2 separate regions of the Hordeum vulgare genome follow, and region 2 is linked to region 1. Evidence: chromatin contacts called from public Hi-C data. All regions are on one chromosome and are shown on one strand. The core of a region is the stretch at or near the end of the contact, and the rest is flanking DNA. Distances in the headings are between cores, read along the strand shown. Region 1 holds the start of LOC123431427. Region 2 holds the start of LOC123431437.

What was found. A called contact is a pair of places that touch in the nucleus more often than the background predicts.
Region 2: a contact with region 1 is called in a Hi-C map of leaf, with 2.9 times the contacts expected there. The contact joins the promoter of LOC123431437 here to the promoter of LOC123431427 in region 1. A contact is called at or near these places in 2 of 6 Hi-C or Micro-C datasets (leaf and seedling) and 1 of 1 datasets of contacts at active chromatin or transcription factors (embryo).

Annotation. Positions count from the first base shown.
Region 1 is chr1H:288,905,071-288,912,776 of MorexV3_pseudomolecules_assembly, reverse strand. LOC123431427 reads right to left here and starts at 3,541. Exons shown (of 12, transcript XM_045115207.1): 1 at 3,125-3,541; 2 at 2,912-3,013; 3 at 1,918-1,998; 4 at 1,179-1,288; 5 at 954-1,089; 6 at 779-877. The coding sequence starts at 3,439.
Region 2 is chr1H:289,671,621-289,679,326 of MorexV3_pseudomolecules_assembly, reverse strand. It overlaps LOC123431437, which reads left to right and starts at 4,695. Exons shown (of 5, transcript XM_045115213.1): 1 at 4,695-5,884; 2 at 7,322-7,377; 3 at 7,509-7,706. The coding sequence starts at 4,856. LOC123431439 (basic transcription factor 3-like) reads left to right here. Exons shown (of 6, transcript XM_045115217.1): 2 at 352-419; 3 at 680-828; 4 at 909-965; 5 at 1,196-1,234; 6 at 1,422-1,813. The coding sequence starts at 352. The coding sequence ends at 1,627.

The DNA.
Region 1 (7,706 bases), core at 2,292-4,791:
CAAACCTAAATAGCCAATGCTGAGATAATGCAATTCTTCGGTATTTTAGGCATAAAGGGCTGCCCACAGTAACTTTCCTTTGAGAATCCGTGGTGAAGTAATGATTTGTTAACAGGAAAGCAAGTACTCCCAAAACTTGTGTTCCGGCTTCTAGCGGATGTTGGTAACACTTTTAACCATACTTGTGGGGAAGTACAAATTATTCTGTAGCTCACATCTCACACCAATTGGCAATTGAATATTACAATTTACAATCAATTACAAGTGTTTTCAGTACTAGGTCTTTGTGCATGATGTTATGCTGAAGCTATATTTGAATTATATGATGTCTAATTGAAAAAAGCTGAGCCAAACTAGATTCTTCACATTCTACCTTTCCCACCAAACATAGGAACGGAAATCAATTCCACCTTTCTGCCCCTACCAAACACAGGAATGGAACTGACCCCGTTCCTCTGGAATGGAACCATGGGATTCCATTCCAGTTGGTTCCCAACCAAACACACCCGTAGAGTAGCTGTTTTCTGGACTTAAAGGGCAGTTCAAGACTGTAAAATGAACTTTATCTTAAATATATATTTCCAGCCAGTAAAATAGTGCTTTGATTGACAAACCATCTGAAGGAGTAAGAACTAACTAAAGGTGCAGCTTATACACATGCAAAAAAATCCAAAACATTTTTATCCCTTTGACAGGTATTTGAAATGGAAGTGGTAACACAAATATCTATATTCATAGATAAATACTAGTTTATACTCAATTTATTTGGTAATAAGACCTGAAATGCTTGATACAAATCTCCTTTTGCAAACTTCAAGCTGTCGATAGCGCCTTGTCTTGTCAACTCAACCGCATGTGCCAGGGCTTGAACATCAACCTAAGAGTTGATTATTAAAAGCTGGCATATGGAGCATAGTACAGTATAATTAATAGAAGTTACCAACAAGACTTGCCTCATCAAATGGTGGTGCTTCTACTGAACATTCCTGAGTAACTGCAGGTGGATCACGATCCTCAAATAATAGCCGCTCAGTCAGATCAGATATAGGTGATGAAATTCCTTGGCGCGAGCAAAATAATTTGTGAATGCTTTACAAAATGATGTAAGATTGTCAGACAATGAGGAAGTAGCCCAGCAACCTATGTTAGGCAAGATGAGGATGTAACATATGAAGTACCTTATTAAGTATCTTAAGGACATGGAGAGAATAGGATCATAAGCTTGTAAATGAGCTCTTAATATGGACGATAGCAACCCAGCAAGTTCAAATCTCCTCATTATAGACCACTGCCGAGCAAAGAATTTCAACAGGAAGAATTAGGCCATATATCAAAAAGTAGCAGCTTGCAGGGGTGTTTGGTTGGGCTTTTCCTTGGCTTTTGCACTTTGGCTTATAAGCCAAAGAAAACCTCCTATTTAGGGGTTTTCGGCTTTGACTTTTGGCTTCTGTCTCTAAATAGGCAAAAAGCCAAAGCCAAAAGCACCTAAATAGGTGCTTTTTTGGCTTATAAGCCAAAGTGCAAAAGCCAAGTAAAAGCCCAACCAAACACCCTGCAATAAAGCTGGAGATGTAAAATAGCACTCTCCCATCCAAAAATAGAGGTTCCACAAAGCAACAAACATAGCAATTAATAGCATGAGTAGGTCAATCTTAAAGCTGCTCTAGTTATACACACAAAACTGTCATGAAACAAAAGCAGTCGAAAGCTATCTGGACAAGTGAAATAATTCAGAATCCTTACTTTACATGGACAATTAAAGCTTCATTTCCTCTCTCAAGTCTAGTAATAGAGAAAAGGGACCTCTAAATCGCTACCTAAAGAACTAGATATGCTCAAAGATAAATGAAAAGAAAATCTAAGCTGCCTTATAATTATTCTTAAAAAGTGTATATGGACAGTTAGGATTGTGCATACCTCATTGGCGACCGGGGAAGATTGATCATCTTGGTCATATATTAAAACCAGCAGTATATGTTTGAATTCCTCGTAAGCTTCCTTTGGAACATACCGACACACCAATATTCATTATGCAAGATTCAAATGAAAACAATGAATATGCATGACAGAAAATAAAGGTGACTGTATACGAATATGTAGGAACTCGATGATAGTAAAGTAAAATATATATATCACAGGAAAGTTCACATTAAAGGTATGACATATCAGTTTAGCTAAAACACATGCATCCTCAATTGTGGGCAGTGGACATCGGACACAACAATAGTTAGGGCCGACAGGAGCAACAGCAAGCTGAGATGCAGCATCTGCAACACAGCAATTCAGAGACATTTGAAGTACTCTGTTAATAAATTAGCCTAGCACAGACACGCAAGCAATGACATCCTTCAGGTAGTGTCATTGTACATCAAGTCGTCCTCTGCACGATGGATTTCTACCCCTAATTCACAACAGCTCATTACTGGAATGATGCAAAGTTACCCTCTACCTTTTCAGTATTTGTGTTCAATATGTGAGTGTCTAATAGATCTGAAATTTGCCCTCCCAGGCTGGAGAAGGAAAAAACTGGAAATTAGGTTAATAAACACTGAAACCTTCTGAAATAGGAAGATGGCATAGTGCACAGGCCTCTAGTAATTCAATTCTATTTTCACGGTGCTTGTAGGAAAACAGAAGTACAGCTGTACGAAGGAATTTAGTGAAAGTGGTAAAAAACAGTTTGTTGCAGCATCTTGTTCCAATATATTTGCTCAAAGAAACCCTATAGGATACAAAATGCTGCAAACTTGCTACCAAAGTCCTACGTTCCAGACAAGGTTCGCGCAGAATTCATGTGATCCAACCGGACACATGCAGACTAGTATACCCAATAGGAAACCAACGCAAATGCAATAATCAATCAATTCAGGGGCTCTTAAGGTGAGAGAAAGAGGGTCGATGCAGCACTCACAGGGTAGGCGTCGAGAGCACAGGGTGCGAGAGCTGTGCGGAGACAGTCGAGCGCCGCCTCCCTGTCCGACTCCGTACCCTTCCTCACCAGCTCCACGAATCTCTGCACAACAACACAATTGACATCCTGCCTGCGTGTGGGAAAACATAAAACGAGAGAGAGAGAGAGAGAGAGAGAGAGAGAGAGAGAGAGAACAGACAAGAGTTTAGGTACCTGCTTGTGTAGGTGAAAGAGGAGGCGGTGGTCGAGTAGCGCGGCAGGGGCGTGAGCTCGGAGGAGCGCGAGGGCGGCGTCGACGTCACCAGCCTCGAGCGCGCGACGGGCCCGGCGGATGAGGATGCGCGAGCAGTAGGACGAGGAGGTCGAGGTGGATGGGGATGAGGAGGTGGCGGTGGTGGTGGAGGAGGATGGGGATGAGGGCGGCGATGGGGAGGCAGGAGGGGCGATGAGGCGATCGGATCTGACGAAGTCGAGCACGAGAGCGTCGAGCGAGTCCCAGTTCACCGGCGAAGGGGGCAGCGGGTCCATCGCCGGCGAGGAGACGGCGGTGGCGTGGGGCTAAGGGGGAACGGGTGGGATTGGGAAGTTGAGATGATGAAGTCGGTGGAAGGTAGCAAGGTCTGATGCCTACGTGTAACGAAAACGAACCGTGAGAAGTTTTCTTTTATTTTTCTTGTTCTTATTATCTTATTATTATTATAAAATGATGGGTGACAATCAAGGTGTCATAAAGACATGTACAATGGTGATATCCGTCCCATAATTCTTGAAACTTAATCAAAGTGATTGATCTATCATTGTCGATGGTTACAGGGAGTATATATAACTCCTGGAGAGACGCGACGACACAGAGGAGATGCGTCGGTTCCAGGGAGTCAGGAAAGAGACGTCCGTGCGGGAGGAAACCGCTCGAGCGGTTACATCAAGAGGAGATTTTCCCCTAATTTATGTAATTAGTTTTAACACTCCCCCTAATCTACGTTTGACCATGTGGAGTCATCTTCATGATTGTCCGGGAAGCTTTATCATCAAAAACTCTTCTTCAAAAGTTCTTCATAAAGACTTTGTTGAAAACCTGAAATATAAACTCACAAAGAGATAGCATAATGTGATGTTATTGAACAAGGATATCTCAAGAAGATACTCCCCCTGTTGCCTGCAAGTCTCTAAGTCGTCGCATACCAATTCCGTGAACATATTTCTGGAATGTTGAGTTTGGTAGAGACTTAGTAAACAAATCAGCAATGTTGTCACATGATTTGACTTGCAGAATGCTTATTTCCCCGCTTTTCTGAAGATTGTGGGGGAAAAACCATTTAGGAGAAATATGCTTAGTGATATTGCTCTTGATATATCCTGTCTGCATCTGTGCAACACATGCCGCATTATCCTCATAGATAATGGTGGGTGATTCAATAGAACCAATTCCACATGGTTGTTGTATGTGGTTTATCATTCTGCGAAGCCATACACATTCACATGACGCTTCAATTAATGAAATTATTTCAGAATGATTGGTAGATGTAGCCACTAGAGTCTGTTTGGAAGACTTCCATGATATAACTGTACCACCATGTAGGAACACAAAACCGGTCTGAGATCTGTCATTACGGGGATCAGACAAATAACCGGCATCTGCATACCCAATCATATCAGAGTCCAGATTTTGGTGGAACTGAAAAAATAGGCCAAGATCCTTTGTGCCTTGGAGATATCAAAAGATATTCTTTACTCCAGACCAATGTCGTTTGGTGGGAGATGCGATGTATCTAGCAAGTAGATTCACTGCAAATGCAATATCAGGTCTTGTGCAATTTGCAAGATACATAAGCGCTCCAACTACACTGAGATATGGAACTTCAGGTCCCAACACCTCTTCTCCATCATCCCTCGGTCTGAATGGGTCTTTCTCTACGTCTAGAGATCGAACCACCATAGGAGTTTTAGATGGATAGGATTTGTCCATATTGAATTTCTCCAATATTTTCTGGATATAGGTAGCTTGGTGTACCATGATTCCTGAGGGAAGGTGCTCAAGTTGAATACCTAAGCAAAATTTGGTTTTACCCAAATCCTTCATCTCAAATTCCATCTTTAGGTGATTGCGTGCGTCATCAATGTCTGGTGCACTGCCAATGATGTTGAGATCATCAACATACACAGAAATGATGCAAAATCCTGTAGAGGACTTCTTGATGAAGACACATGGGCAATCATCACTATTGGTGTAACCTTTCTGAAGAAGGAACTCACTTAGTCGGTTGTACCACATCCGTCCCGACTATTTTAAGCCATACAATGACTTATTCAGCTTTACACAGTACATGTTGCGTTTTGCACTGTTATTCGGGACGGAGATTTCGTCAGGAACCTTCATATATATGTCCGAATCTAGTGACCCGTAAAGATATGCGGTCACGACGTCCATCAACTGCATGGATAGACGATTTTGTACTGCCATAGATATAAGATATCGGAAAGTTGTTCCACTCATTACTGGAGAGTATGTTTCATTGAAATCAATGTCGGGTTTCTGCGTAAAACCTTGTGCTACGAGCCTTACTTTATATCTCACCACCTCATTGTTCTCATTCCGTTTCCGGAGGAAAACCCATTTGAATCCCACGGGGAAAACATTGGGGGGTGTAGGTATTGCTTCAGTGAATACCTTCCTTTTGTTAAGCGAGGCAATTTCTGCTTGGATTGCATCCTTCCATTTAGGCCAGTCGGAGCGCTTTTGGCAGTCGACGATAGACCTTGGATCATGATCAGTGATAAGGGTATCTGCAATCTTTTCAGCAAAATATATGTCGAGAGTCGTAGTCTTGCGGTCAAATGATTCTTCAGCATCAACATAGTTGATAGAAACTTCCTGCACCCCTAGAGACTCTTCGTGATTTTCCAATACGGTTGAGTCTGGGTGTTCCGATGTTCCAGCCAGTTTGTGCACACTGGAGCTGGGTTGTGGAGGTTGTCCTTCCACTGGGTGTGAACTACCCATCAGGTGTTTGTCAACGTTGAGTTGACCTGCATTTACTGACTCTGAGGACTTTCTCCTCGATTTCCTTTGCTGCTTGCTAGAAGCTAGCTCCAGGTCAGAGGTCATACTACTCCCCCTCTTTTTAGGAACAGGGAGTTGAGTGGTTTTTATTGGTACCTCCACTCTTTCTGGCGCGTTTCTAGCCGGATTTAAGGATTTTGTAACACCTTTTAGATCAGTAAATGAATTTGGCAGATTATTTGCAAGATGTTGCAAATTAATGATCTTCCGAACTTGAAGTTCGGTCTCATGGGTACGTGGATTAGAGGATGAAATGGTATGAGCATTCCAATCAATTTCCGGGCATTCTTTCTGGTACTTGAAATCTCCCCTAATGCCGGAAAATGTTCCTCATTAAATATGCAATCAGCGTGACGGGCTGTGAACAGATCCCGAGTTAGGGGTTCCAAGTACTTGATAATCGACGGTGATTTGTACCCCACATAGATCCCCAACTTTCTGTGTGGGCCCATAGATGTCCGTTGTGGTGGTGAGATCGGGATGTATGCAGCACATCCGAACTTACGCAGATGGGAAATGCTAGGAGGATTTCCACGTACCAATTCCAGAGGGGAAGAACTGTGATATGCAGTTGGCCTCAATTGTATCAAGTCAGCAGCGTGTAAAACTGCATGACCCCAACAAGAGGTTGGCAAGTTGCAATTCGTCAACAAAGGTCTTGCAATGAGTTTAATCCTCTTAATTAATGCTTCAGCCAAACCATTTTGTGTATGGACATATGGAACAGAGTGCTGAACTTCAATCCCCAAAGCCATGCAATAATCATTGAAAGCACGTGAGGAGAATTCTGCAGCGTTGTCCATTCGAATTGTCTTAATTCGACTTTCAGGATAACGGGCTTGCAACTTAATGACTTGCCTCATTATTTTGGCAAATTCATGGTTTCGTGTGGACAGAAGACACACATGTGACCATCATGTAGATGCGTCAATCAGAACCATGAAATACCGGAATGGTCCAGATAATGGCTGAATAGGACCACAAATGTCTCTTTGAATACGTTCAAGGAACTGAAGTGGTTCAGCTTGTATTTTGAGATGCGAGGGCCTCAAAATTAGCTTTCCCGTGGCACAAGATGTGCACACAAAATCAGAAGATTGAGGAAATTTTGACTCAAGCAAATTATGACCAATGGAATTGCTAGTAATTTTTCTCATCATCCCGATTCCGGGATGGCCCAGGCGATCATGCCAGGTTTGGAATGCATCAACATTCTGAAAAATTACTTTGTATGCAACATGTTCCACGGGTTTGATGTACGTATAGTACAAACCAGACGATAGAGAAGGAATTTTCTCATGTACCTTTTTGCCATATCCGTGATCTTTAGTAAAGAGTAAATACTCCTCTTTGTTGTCTTCATGGGTTTCAATATGAAAACCATTCTTACGAATATCTCGATAACTGATCAGGGTACGTGATGAGTCAGGATACAATAAAGGATCCTCTATCGTCACTTGTGTACCACTTGGGAGTGTGAATATGGCACGTCCAGTACCAACAATCACTGTATCGCGTCCAACGATAGTTAGAATATCTCCATTCATCTTTTTCAGAGTTTGGAAATATTTTATCTCCCTCAGTATGGAGTTTGTGGTACCACTGTCCACAAGGCATAATTCCTCTTCCATCGGATTGTCCCCGTAGAAAAACTATATAAAACGAAAGAATTTTCAATAAGAAAACCTTATGTTAATACATAGAATACAATCTTTATTATATCAAATGTACTGA
Region 2 (7,706 bases), core at 3,446-5,945, 770 kb before region 1:
GTCGGCTGTAGTGTCAGCACAGGAGTAATTAGTAGTAGTATCTTTGATTAGTGGCTCACCAGACATGAACCACAAGTGACTAACATTGGTCCGGTTTTGCCATGTCTGCTGTCTTTGTATGTGTGATTAGTTAGGAAGCATCAGTTACTTGTTTGAACCTGATGTGGTCGATGTTATTCCCTGTCTATGCGCAGTTGCATCAAAATCTTGTTAGTTTATTGAGCTTCATGGTTTCTGTTTTTACGTGGGCCTTTACTCTGTTGTTGTTTGTGAATGTATCTCGTTAGGGTGGCTTGCCTTGTGCCTAACTGAAAGAACCACATAGTGATCTTATTTTTGTATCTCATGCAGATGAATGTAGAAAAGCTCAAGAAAATGGCAGGTGCCGTGCGCACCGGGGGGAAGGGTAGCATGCGCAGGTGCTTCTTCTTTCCATAGATGTATCCATGATATTTGCACTTGAATTTTTTTTCTGTATACTGGCATGTAAGGTGGTGTTGTGCTTCAACATGTGCATTTTGGCATATATATGGAAACAGTGCTACACACATTATTATTATTCTCTTGACATTTTAAGATTGATTAATATGTTATGTGTACATGTGATATCTATACCAGTGGGATGCTAGTGAATTGTAACCCCATTGTCATGTTTAATATGGACTCTGTGTTGGTGTAGGAAGAAGAAGGCTGTACACAAGACCACAACTACAGATGACAAAAGGCTCCAGAGTACCCTGAAAAGAGTAGGAGTGAACACCATCCCTGGTATCGAAGAGGTCAACATCTTTAAGGATGATGTGGTTATTCAGTTTCTGAATCCTAAAGGTGACACCCCTTGACAATAAACTCAGTTCTACAGGATTAGTTTTCCACTTCCTTACATCCGTTTCTTGGTTTCCTTGCAGTGCAAGCTTCAATTGGCGCTAATACATGGGTGGTCAGTGGAACTCCACAGACAAAGAGTATGCTTCCTCCATTAACATGTCTTTGATATTGTTTGCCATCGGTCATTTATTTGGTTTTCTACTTCATTCATGTTCTTCTACCCACTTACAAAATTGGTAGCTATTTTGTATGCTGTACGCATGTCTGTTGTCCATTGGAATAGTTGAATGCTCTCTGTAAATTACTAGTTTCTTTTCTGATGCGTGTGTAACAGTATTCGTATTCTAATTTTTCCTAATCTCAACAGAACTGCAAGATCTGCTGCCATCAATTATCAATCAACTTGGTATGTCTCTCTACATTCAGTATTCATAAATACATATCCAGTTTAAAGTTCAAAGTTTACAGTGAAGTAATAATTCACAAATTGTTTTCGTCAACTGCTGGCTCCTCTGCCTTTACTATATACTCCCTCCGTCCCAAAATAAGTATCTCATCTCCCCTTACCTTTTTTAACTGTTCCTTGTGTTCAGGTCCTGACAACTTGGACAACCTCCGGAGGCTTGCAGAGCAATTCCAAAAGCAGGTCCCTGGTGGTGCCGCTGGCATCGAGGCTGGTGCCAGTGCAGGTGCTGCTCAGGCTGACGACGATGATGATGTCCCTGAGCTTGTCCCTGGAGAGACATTTGAAGAGGCCGCAGAAGAGAAAAAGGCAGAAGAGAAAAAGGCAGAGTCGTGATTTTGATGCATGTTTACTGTTGTGAAGGGTTATATGTTAAGCGGCGTCATTAGAGACCTCTCCCCTTTCGAGAACTCTGACCTACCTTATTTGTGCCAGTGGTCCGGTTTTGTCATGTACGTCAGTTTCGTATGAGATGTTGGTGGAATTTTGCATCAAATTACATGCCTCTTTTGGTTGCCCTCATTCTCAAATCGTCAAGTGTCTTTAAACGTTTCACTACCAACCCTATGTACTTCCATCATAACTGCCACGCTTTGCCCATGGATCTGTGATTTGATCGCTGGAGGTAATCTGAGCTTATCAACACTGTAAATCGGACTGATGCTGGCACCAACGATTGGACTATCTATTTGGTCCCATGAATGTGATACAGGAGCAACGTGTATTTGTGAAATTTTGTGTTTCTATCCGAAACATTGACATCTTGACCAAATGGGAACGTAAATAGAAGATATCCGAATTTGTTTCACAAATACAAATATGAGATGGAATTTGGACATAAATATGGATAGGAAAGCAGACATATGTGAATAAGTTCAATGAGCTAATTGAGGAATTCTAACCTGAACATTGCAATTATCCACAATAAAAGCCTAAAAAAATATCTAAAAATACTTTTTGTATGATAAAACTTAGGAGTTAGTATGCATTATACTCCCTCCGTTTCAAAATATAAGACCTTTTAGAGATTCCACTAGGAGGCTACATACAAAGCAAAATGAGTAAATTTATACTCTAAAATATGTCTATGTACATCCGTATGTAGTTCATAGTGTAATCTTTAAAAGGTTTTATATTTAAGAACGGAGGGGGGTAGTATTTAGTGTTTATTCGAAAATCCGTCTATTATTAACTTACTATACGTTGCATGTTGATTATTTTATATCATATAGTCATTGACTTATTTTCTTGAACTAATATGTCAATGTTATAAGTATTCAAAAAAAGAAACATGTTATAAGTATCCGTTTCAAATCCGAGTAAACATTCTGATATGTGTTGAAGTAACTTCTGATATGCATTCATATCCGGTAACATCCCCGTTGGCATATGAAAATCAAAGTGGTAAGAACAACATCACATCTGATCCGTTCCCATCCATATTATGTGGTAATTGATACTCACTCTGTTTTTAAATATAACTCTTTTTAAAGATACTAATACAGATTACATACGAATGTATATAGACATATTTTAGAGTATAAATTCACTCATTTTGTTTCACATATAATTCGTAATGAAATCTCTAAAAGACTTTTTTTTAAATGAAGGCAAAAGATTTGCCTTATCTGTGAAATAAGAGGGAAAAAGACTTATATTTAGTAAGGAAGGGAGTAATACACTACTACTGCATACAACTGTCAAACGATGTCTAAAATTGTGTGCACATCTTACATTGTTACCTTGTTTTTTAATTTTTGAGGATCATTACCTTGTTTTTATTGGTGTGTCATTCATTATCGTCCATGATGTTCAAGTGCTTGACCATGTCTTTGAAGATATGGTCCAAATACATGGAAATAGACCACACAAAAAGGAAAACACAGGGGCGGAAGATCACGATCGCAATCACCGTGAGTCAGCGATATTTTATCCTGCAAGTAGGGGTCATTCATCGTGAACCTGAAAACCCCAGATAAGAGACTGTGAATCAGCAGGGGCACAAGTCTATATATATCATCAGCATACAAACAAAATAAAGAGGTGGTTTCACCAATTGGCGTGTTGATGTCGAAGACACGTCCAAATAGAATTGAACCGTTCTTGCGCGCACGCATGCAATCGCATGCCCGTGACCGCGAGACGGGTCAGGACCCCGGAGCGTGCCATCTTTCTTCTGTCTTGCTATCAATGGAAATGGTCTTGAATTCGCTTCTAAGCTTCAACAACTCTTAGCTTTTACAGGCGTGGAGGGTTCGACGATGGAGCCTGCTTTCGACACCGGTCGGCGTCACCAGGCCCAGGAGGGGAGCAGAGCATGCTCGTGCCCGTTGACTTTGTATGTGTCAAGTGATCCAATTCCAAGCGAGAGTAGAGACGTTTTTTCTTTTCTTGCATTCAGCAAGTTTCCCGAAGGGATAATTCATTCATCAGACTACTTGGTCATACTCAGAGAGATACGCCTTGCATTTGTTGGTAGAAGCATATTCATCTTGAAAGAGTCAGCTTTGGGAAGCATTTAACATGGAACCAAATGGCAACGTAGCTGGACGTGGTCGCATTTGTTTATCCGCTCTTTAGTACGTGTAGGAAGGAAGGAAGGATCGGTGATTCAGATTGGTAGCGGCATGTCCATACTCTTCACACCCACTGCACGTATAATACTCGGACGACTAGTAGCTCTGACGACGGACGTTGCTCATGCCCCCTTCAGGTCGCGCGCTGCCTATGATGATGCATTTGGCCTCGTCCGGGCCTCCGATGAACCCGATACAGATGCAGATGCCGACTCGCGCCGTCGCGTGAAAACGACCGGCATCGTTTGGATTTGGACGATTTCGTCGATGCTTCGCCAAGTGGAAAATCCCGTCGCACGTCCGACTCCTTTCGCGGTACGCCGTTCGCCGGCCAGGCGGGTCCGTCCGGTGCAGATCGAGGCCGTCTGCCCTCTGGTGTGATCTCTGTCACGCGTTCAGTCGTCGTAGTACCAGACGGCCTAGAAGAACTGTGGCCTCAGGTCCACAGCCACAGACACAGCTCACTTGACCCGTCTGCCCCACACAAGGTCAACTCGAGTAGCATTGCGGTGGTAGTGCCATGTGACTTGTGAGATCTCGGTCGCGAGAAAACGGAAAAAACCCGGCCCGATCCCACCGTGCACGACGGCCCGACGGAGCCCTGCTCGTCCAAACTGACCTCGCCGATCAACACGACCCCGGAGAATGACACAAACCAACCCAAATCAGGCCACGACTCCTTCCTTCCCTTCGAAACCTTCCCGCGGTTCACGGCGCCCCCCGGGCCCACACGTCACACGCCGGCGGCGCCGTGCGCCGGGTCCATCGGCCGTGCGTCATGGACGGCCCAGCAGCTCGTTCTTAAACCCCCACCACCCCCCGTTCCTTCCTCCTCGTTCGCCTCGCCGCGCTCAGAAACGAAAGGAAATCCCAAATCCCGTTACAGGAGCAGCGGCGGAGGAAAAACAAAAGGAAAGAAAAATACCGTTGCCCTCCCGTTCCGTTCCGTCCCGTAAAACCCAGGGCCCGAGGGGAGAGGAGAGGAAGCATGGGAGAAGAGACCCTCGTGCAGGCCATGCCGCCCGCGCCCCACCGCCACCACCACGTCCACCCCACCGCCGCTCCCGATCCGGCCGCCGTCAAACGTCGATGCGACGATCCGCGGGCCGGGACCGACGCGGGCGAGGGCACGGACGTGTACTACGCGCGCAAGATGCTGCAGGGCGTGGTGCTCCGCCCGCCGTCGCACCTCCCGCAGCCAGAGGCGCCGCCCGGCCTGTCCCTGACCAGAGCGGCATCCACGCCGGCGCCGCACGGGCACGTGGAGCGGCCCAACTCCGCCGCGGCCGTGGTGGACGTGGCGTCCATCGGGCGCTTCTTCCGCGACCGGCGCGACGTGCTGTCCTCGGCCATCAACCGCCGCATCTCGTCGCTCAAGGAGACGTCGTCGGCCCCGGCGCCGGGGGACGCCTGCTACGGCGTGCAGGAGATCCACCTGCCCAACGTGAAGGTCACGGTGCGCCTCAAGGAGGCCATCGCCGCCGACGCGGAGGAGGACGACGGCTACGGCCACTCCTTGTCGGGCAGCCACATCAAGGGCCGGGTCAGCTTCTTCTCCCGCTCGGGTTGCCGCGACTGCGCCGCCGTGCGCGCCTTCTTCCGCCAGTCGGGCCTGCCCTACGTGGAGATCAACCTCGACGTGTTCCCGGAGCGCGAGGACGACCTCGCGTCCCGGGCCGGCGCCGCCGCGCGCGTGCCCCAGATCTTCCTCAACGAGAAGCTCCTGGGCGGGCTCGTCGTGCTCAACTCCCTGCGCAACAGCGGCGAGTTCGACCGGCGCGTGCGCGAGCTTGCCGGGAGGCGGTGCCCCGACGCGGCGCCGAGGGTGCCCGTGTACGGGTTCGACGCCGGCATGGAGGAGGAGAGGGAGGACGCCATGGTGGGCATCGTGAGGGTGCTCCGGCACCGGCTGCCCATCCAGGACCGGTTCGTGAGGGTGAAGCTCGTGAAGAACTGCTTCTCCGGCGCCGACATGGTCGACGGCATCGTCAACCACTTGGAGTGCAGCAGGAACAAGGTGATTTGCACTAGTAGATTATTACTGCCTGCTTCTGTTTCGTTTGACTTTTTATTGTGAATCTGCGATCGTTGTTTGTTTATCCTTGCATGAATGGTCTTGGGTGTGAATTCTAGTCTAGTTAATACCAGTACCCGAGTTGTTGTTTAGGGAAAAGTGGACAATTACTAGACGGTGAAAAGGGAGTTTAGCCGAAGCAAAGCTTGGGCATATACTAGAAGAAGATGAGCTTCCCAGTTTATATCAAACCGATGGTCGAGAGCACTGCATAGTCTTCATCGCCTCCACTTTACTACTCGCGAGAATCTGTTTCGGATACAGCTTTGTCAATATTGAGCACATTTACAATTCATGCCTAATTAATTCAGAAAAGCAGAAAGCTCGCTGTAGGTGAAGAGAGAATCGACCGCCATTCAGCGTCGCCAAATGCCGAACTTTAGAAATTGACTGAGATAAGATGCTGCGTAAATCAGCAGACAGCTCCAACTTTGATGGCGTCGATCCAAGGAGCACACAAGCTCGGGTCCAATCTGCCTGGCCATGAAAGTGGAACTCCTAGGATTACGTGGTGCCGTGCCGTGCCGTGCTCTCGTATCATTTCCCGCGCCGCAACCGGCAACGGAACCGTGCAAGCGGACGGTTCGGTCGATGGTTGGCAACGGGACCCACCCCACTCACCCAATCGAGGCCGGCTCGTTGCGCCGCCCGGGCGTGCGTACATATGCACTGCTTCCTTCCTTGATCGTTTCGGCCACTGCGTGTCTCTCTCGGCGATGGCAACGGTGCAAGTCACTTGCAGGTGGGCCCTTCTTTGACCACGCTGGTTCGGATTGAACTGGTCGTGCGTGCTCGCCGCTGGTGGTGTGATTTTGTGCCGACCACGTCGCTGAGCATCACACGACAGACACCCTTCCCTCGGTGCAATCTTCGTTTTTTTCTTGAGGCAAACTCGGTGCAATCTTCGTGAGCAGCGGTGCTTCTGCGTACTTCCCTGATTGGGCCTGCGTGCTGGAAGATGTGATCAGATTTTGGCCGGGTTGGAGAAAATTAGTGCCGGGCTCGTGATTGATTAGTGGGGTGGACGACCGAAAGAAATCCGGGCGTGACACACCCACTGCTACTCGTACGTTCTTGGTGCTTAAGCACCGACCCAACCCAGCTGCTTACGACACGATCCAGTGCATGCATGCATGCCCCCTAATTTGACTTGCAACACTGTTGCCGTCGCTGTCATTGTCCTTGGCCTCGGTCTACTTCGCGCCTTCTCTTAGAGTAAAATTTGTTTGGGATAACAACGGTTGGTCCTTCACGCCCAAGCGATCGATTCAACGGCCTTAGCTTGTCCCGTTGACGTATAATTCGAACGCTAATTTCTTCCCCGATCGATCAATTAAGTAAGACAATAATAAATAAACTCTTTTTATTGCTTGTATGTAGGCTGTGGAGATCGGCAAACAACTTGCGAGAAAGCACTTCATCCACCATGTCTTCAGGTTAGTGTGCAGTGCATCACTCTCAATTTCACCCGAGCACGCACCCAGGCTCCGTCTGTGCCTTGCGAATTTCCAGTGATCAATGAATGAATGAGTGACTGAATGGATATGCCTGCATTTGCCGCGTGCAGGGAGAACGACTTCGAGGACGGCAGCCAGAGCCTGTACCGCTTCCTGGAGCACGACCCGGCCGTCCCCAGGTACCACAACTTCAGGGGCTCCACCAACGACGGCGAGCCCAAGCCGGCCGCCGCCGTCGGCCAGAGGATGACCAAGATCATGGTCGCCATCCTCGAGGCCTACGCCTCCGACGACCACCGCCGCCTCGA